Regions from separate parts of the Oryctolagus cuniculus genome. Here region 2 is linked to region 1. A link is a contact called in public Micro-C data. All regions are on one chromosome and are shown on one strand. Each heading gives the region's core, a stretch centred on a gene start, on an enhancer-like site or on the middle of the called end of the contact. The rest is flanking DNA. Distances are from core to core; before and after follow the strand shown. Region 1 holds the start of MGAT5 (alpha-1,6-mannosylglycoprotein 6-beta-N-acetylglucosaminyltransferase). Region 2 has its middle 160 kb from the start of NCKAP5.

What was found. A called contact is a pair of places that touch in the nucleus more often than the background predicts.
Region 2: a contact with region 1 is called in a Micro-C map of ear pinna, with 2.2 times the contacts expected there. The contact joins the enhancer-like site here to the promoter of MGAT5 in region 1. A contact is called at or near these places in 2 of 6 Hi-C or Micro-C datasets (ear pinna and an unstated tissue).

Annotation. Positions count from the first base shown.
Region 1 is chr3:109,494,858-109,497,557 of mOryCun1.1, reverse strand. MGAT5 (alpha-1,6-mannosylglycoprotein 6-beta-N-acetylglucosaminyltransferase) reads left to right here and starts at 1,296. Exons shown (of 17, transcript XM_051849614.2): 1 at 1,296-1,692.
Region 2 is chr3:109,690,951-109,693,650 of mOryCun1.1, reverse strand. No RefSeq gene overlaps it. Among named protein-coding and RNA genes, the nearest start is that of NCKAP5, 160 kb to the left of the region's middle. Within about 2 kb of position 1,295, at least 1 of the 8 cell types and tissues checked has an H3K27ac peak or open chromatin away from gene starts, as enhancers often do. A contact at or near this core is called in ear pinna, where this site is marked.

The DNA of each region.
Region 1 (2,700 bases), core at 47-2,546:
CTCTCGTCTCTGCAGATTTGCTTGTGGGTTTGGCCCCACCTGGACAGTTCCCGAGAGCTGAGTCCTCCAGGCTCAGGTCCTTGGAGGCGCTTTTGATCAGAAAGTGTCAGAGCCACTTCTTTGAGGCTGAAGTTAAATGCAAGACTTCCCTGAATCTCCTTAGCCATCAGTGTGTTCTTGGGAGCTCATTTACAATGAGAGAGAGAGAGAGAAAGAGAGAGAGAGAGAGAGAGAGACTAAGTCATTTCTAAGGTCTAAAAACTCCCTCGCTCCTCTGTTATTACATGCTTTTGCAGGAGTGAGTGAGCATCAGGGTGGCGTGATCGAAATCTCAGAATGAAGACCCCCCAGAGGACAGTAAATGAAGGTGGTGAGATCCAGGGAAACCTGGACATAAACCCTTATGTTGTGACTGGAGGTAAGACTGGTTACAGCATGCCAGGAGCTTGCTGGGGCTACCGCCCTTGCTATTTCCACCCTTGGGTAAGGCACCAGCCCACTCTCCCTGTAGACAGGTGTTACTTAACAGGGATCTATAATGCTTACCAATGTAAATGTATGGCATCGCCCTGGACTTGGTTGGATTTAATATTTCATGTCTGTCAATGTTCTTTGTAGTGCCTTTAGGGCATGAGATGTGTTTTTATTTCTTTTTGAGCTTCAAACAATGTAAGCGTTCAGCTAGCAAGTCCAGAGGGTTCATGAAACCTGGAGTTGAGGGAGGGACAGAGAAAGACAAACGGGATTTATTCACTGGACGCCTACTATGTGCTACGTCTTGCTGAATACTTTAATACTTTTCATTTTCGCAGTAACCTCAAGAAGCAGCATTTATTACACCCATACTTAGAAACTGAATTAACATGGGTAAATGGCTTGCTCAAGGTCACAAAAACCAAGTAGCAGGAACTCGCATGGTTTTATATAACCCGTACTACACAGGAGGTGCACTGAGCCTCGGGGCGTTGCTCGCACCCCTCGATGGCTGAGCCCACAGTCTCACTGGGCTTCCCTGGTGGGAAGCCTCGGGTCCCAGGAGGCTTGGACTGCGCCGCTCTGGAGGATGCATGGTCACAGCAGCACTTGCACTTCCCAGGACCTTGCTGGAATGCTGGGTTCGGCCGCGATCGGACTGTCTAGCTCGCTGGCGTCTCCCCTTGGGCTGCAGAATCGGGAGGCTGAAGGTACTCGGCGACAGGGTTGAGAGTTTGCAGACGGCCCCTGAGAAGCTGGCGCGCTCCGAATTGGCTGAGCGCTCTGCCGGGGAGGGCGGGGAGTTTGCCCAACGTCCCTGGCCGGAATCCCTGCCTCCGAGAGCTGCGAGCTCAGAAGCCAGAGAAGTTGGAGAGGTCGAGTAGGGGAGGCTTGGGAGAAATTGCGGACAGAATCCCCCCAGCCCTAGTCCTCAGAGCCCCGGAGGAGCTACCGCGCGGCGCCCGGGCCGAGTGTGGACGCGCTGCGCGCGGCCCCGCCAGGGCTGGGAGTTTGCAGACCGTCCCTGCCGCGGCCCGCTCCGCGGCGGCCCTGCGGCTCCCGCGGCGGCGGCGGCGGCCCCGGGCGCGATCCAGCCCAGGTAGCCGCGCCGCAGGCTCGGGGCCCCGCGACCCCGCGCCCCGCCGCGCCTCCGGCCCCGCGGGCACGGCGGCCGGCGGGCGCTCGTGGCTGCTGCTGCTGCTGCCGCCCAGCGAGGAGGTAAGAGCTGCTGGATCGGGGCGATCGCGTCGGAGGCTCTCCATCCCGGCCGGGAGATGCACGCAGAGGGGACCGCGGGGGACGCGGGCGGGCGGACAGAGCCCGCACCCCGGGCTGCGCGGCCGAGAGCTTCCGCCCACCACCCCTCCGCCGTCTGCGTATGTGCCCTGGCCGCGGCCGCCCTGAAGGACCCGGGAGTGCAGCCGAGGGTGCATCTCGGGGCGCCCACCTGCCTGGGGCAGCCCATCCCGAAGGGAGGCTGGAGTCCCCCCCAGGCCCTATGACTAGGGCGCTTCTGGGCTTTTCAAGGGGGCTGTCCAGAGGCGGCTCCGGCTGAGCCAGCTGGATGCGAGCGGCCGGAGGTGGCAGGTGGGCTTTGGGGTCCTGGAGGAGCGGGTTGGGGTCACGTTGCTGGCGGCCCGGTCGGAGGAGGGGGTCCCCGGGACCTGCGTGCGCAAGGCGGGCTGGGCCCTGGGCCAGTGGGAAGAAGAAGAAAGGCTGGCTGCGGTGCCCCGGAGAGGAGAGATGCGGCGGGCGGGTGCTGCGGGCCGGGGAATCGCCGAGGTCCCGGGGCGCCCCCGGCCCCTCTGCGACTGCCCTCGGGATCGCTACCCCGCGGGCGCGTGAGACAAGGCTGCGGGAGCGCAGAGCCCACACCCGCGCACATACTCCGGGAGAGCATGCTCAGTGCGGCCTTTCAACTTCCTGCCGAGTCGCCAGCCGCCCCGGCCCCCGCCTGGCCCCGCTGCTCGCAAAGTTGGGGGTGGGGGTGCGCGGGTGACGGGCGCTGCGCCCGCTGGTCGCCGCTCGGCGCCTCCGGCCCCTGCCCTGCCTTTGCCTGGTCTGAGCGCTCTCCCCGCTGCCGCCCCCGCGGCTGGGCATGGGGGCGTGGATGTCATTCTGGGCTCCCCAGGGCCCGGTGGCCAGAGGCCTGGCGGCACTGCCGTTGGCAGGGTGCCCCCGCTCGCGGTGCTCCCGCTGCGCGCACGGCCGCTGCTGGGCTAGTAG
Region 2 (2,700 bases), core at 46-2,545, 200 kb before region 1:
CCAAAGGGTGGAGCAGAGGGAGCTCCCCGCCAGGCGCTAGCCTTGCTGTCTACTTCCCATTGCTTCACCAGCCCAAGTGCTCGGCCATCAGGACTGAATTTGTGCTTCTCCCTTGGACCAATGTTTGCCTTCTTCATGTTAACTTTTTGCCCTTTTGTTTGTTTGCTTCCTTGTTGGGCAGGTCTCAGCTTGCCTATCAACCCTTCAGAGAGACTTCCCAGGGCTCCTTATCCAATTTCTCTCCCTCTACTCCCATCCCCTGGGCACTTGCCATTATTTCTTTCTCTTTCATCATTGTCTTAGAACTTATCGCCCTTTGAGATCACTGGATTTGCCCACAGTGTAGGTGAGCTTTTTATAAATGCCTTTACTGCCATGGGAGTTCCTGGAAGGCTGGGCATCCTTTCCCGTGGGCACATTCGTGGAAACGCACGTTCACATCCATCAGCATCCACGGAATGAGTGAGTGAGTTCCCTGCCTCACTGAGCCGTCTCTTAGTCCACTGCTCTACCCTTTCCCCCTACCCCCTTTTTCCACCAGACTCCTGACTCTGGCTGTAATAGTTTCCCTTAGATGATAATGGAGAGGAAGGTTTTAGGCTCCTCCCTTGTTTGGGGTGGATACCGTTTATCAGGTTGAAGTAACCTAGCCTGCTAAGGAATCATGGAAGACAACCAACCTTTCTCCAGCTAAAACGTGGCACTAATGTATCATTTTGTAGACATCTCCTTCACATCCAAGGAGTCTTCTGGTCACCCAGTTTGGAAAGGGGGAGAGAAAGCCCCACACGCAGCACTACCTGACAGGTATCTGGAGGTGCTATATGAGAGCCCAACGTGGAATATCCCCAGGGAACTGCAAAAGAGGAGAATGAGATTACCTTAGGGAGGTAAATAGAAAACTGGCAGGCCTGGGCCCAGGGCTGCATGCTTGGGCAAATCCCAGATGGAGGCACTACCCTATCTAAAGGAAGAATCTCTCCCTCAACAAAGGAGTTGGCAGGACCTGGAATTAGAGTAAATGTTTGTTTAGCTTCATTACTTGCCCAACCTCTTGCTTAGAGATTTCCTTGCATTGCCTCCTGCAATCCTTACAATAGCGCCTTTCTTTGCTATGATTGGTTTTATCAGAACATGTCTTTTGTTTCTCACCATTCTTTTGCTGAGTCAGAGCCTAACTCTGAGAGAAACAATCAACACTGGTTGATTGATTAAGTCTTCTACCCTGGAGTTTTCATCCCTTCTGAAACTATTCTCTAATCTTCTACTAGTGATGGCACAAAGACATAAGCCTCAGCTATTCTCGCTCATTGCCCAAAAGATGGATAAACATTGGAATCTATTCCTTGCCCTTGAATCTGAATTGGGTCTCACATCCTATTGCCTTCATACTCCACCCACCAAGGCCACCTGAAAGACCAGTTCCAGGAATTCCCCTCCGCCTGCTACCCGCTACCTCACCCCTTTCCCTAGCCCTCCTAAGATATAAAAAGGCCCTGAGGGTCGGGGGCTCCTGCTAGTGTTTCCTCATGTGCACACTGGCAGCTGGTCACCCACCACTATGAATTTATTTTCTCTGAATAAATTCAGTCTGGCTATAAATTCGTACACTGCCTCCTCTCTATTCTGCACCTCTTTTTCTAAATTTATGGTGCCCCATGTGAGGAGCTACCAATCTGCAACTCTTTTTGTAACAACTAGAATACTTCAAAATGTCTGTGGGAAATCAAATTTGAAAAAAAGTTTTGGTGCAGAAACTTTGAAATCCATGCATACACTGGTGCCAGGAAAGAGGCCGAGTGTGAAGCCAAAGGCAGGTGAGGTTTACTCAGAATAAAGCCTGGGAGGGGCTCGCTCCCAGGTGAACGCAGGGCAGACAGTTGCCAGCGCACACACAGCAGAGAGCACCTTCCCTGACAGACTAACGGTTTAGTACAAAGCAGCGGGAAGGGGCTTAGGGGACTAAAGCTGGGCTGTCGAGATAGAGGGAAAGCTTGGGCTGGTTCTAAATGTCCTGAGAGGGCCGGCGCTGCAGCTCACTAGGCTAATCCTCCACCTAGTGGCGCCGGCACACTGGGTTCTAGTCCTGGTTGGGGCGCCAGATTCTTTCCCGGTTGCCCCTCTTCCAGGCCAGCTCTCTGCTGTGGCCAGGGAGTGCAGTGGAGGATGGCCCAAGTGCTTGGGTCCTGCATCCCATGGGAGACCAGGAGAAGCACCTGGCTCCTGCCTTCAGATCGGCGCGGTGCGCCGGCCTCAGCGGCCATTGGAGGGTGAACCAATGGCAAAAGGAAGACAGAGACTCTCTGTCTCTCTCTCACTATCCACTCTGCCTGTCAAAAAATAAAAATAAAATAAAAAGGTCCTGAGAGATTGCAGTGTGAGCTGGGAGGGGTCTGGGACGAGGCTAAGGCTGGATTCAGGGGCTGAGCTGCTGAGCTGGGGGAGAGAGCTTGGGAGGAATGGGGAGAGCTCAGGCTGATGGCTGGACTCTTCAGATAGTGCTGTGTCCAGCAGTCCAGGCAGGGTGGGGCTATATTAGCAGGGCAGAGAAATGGGGGCCTGCTTGTTGTATGTAGGTGAGAGGTCAATGTAAATTTAAGAGTTTTTGTCCTTGCTCCATCACTGGGTCTTCAAAGAGTTCATGGAAAATGTATATTAAGAAAACTATGCAATGGATGGGCATTTAGCCAAGCAGTTGGT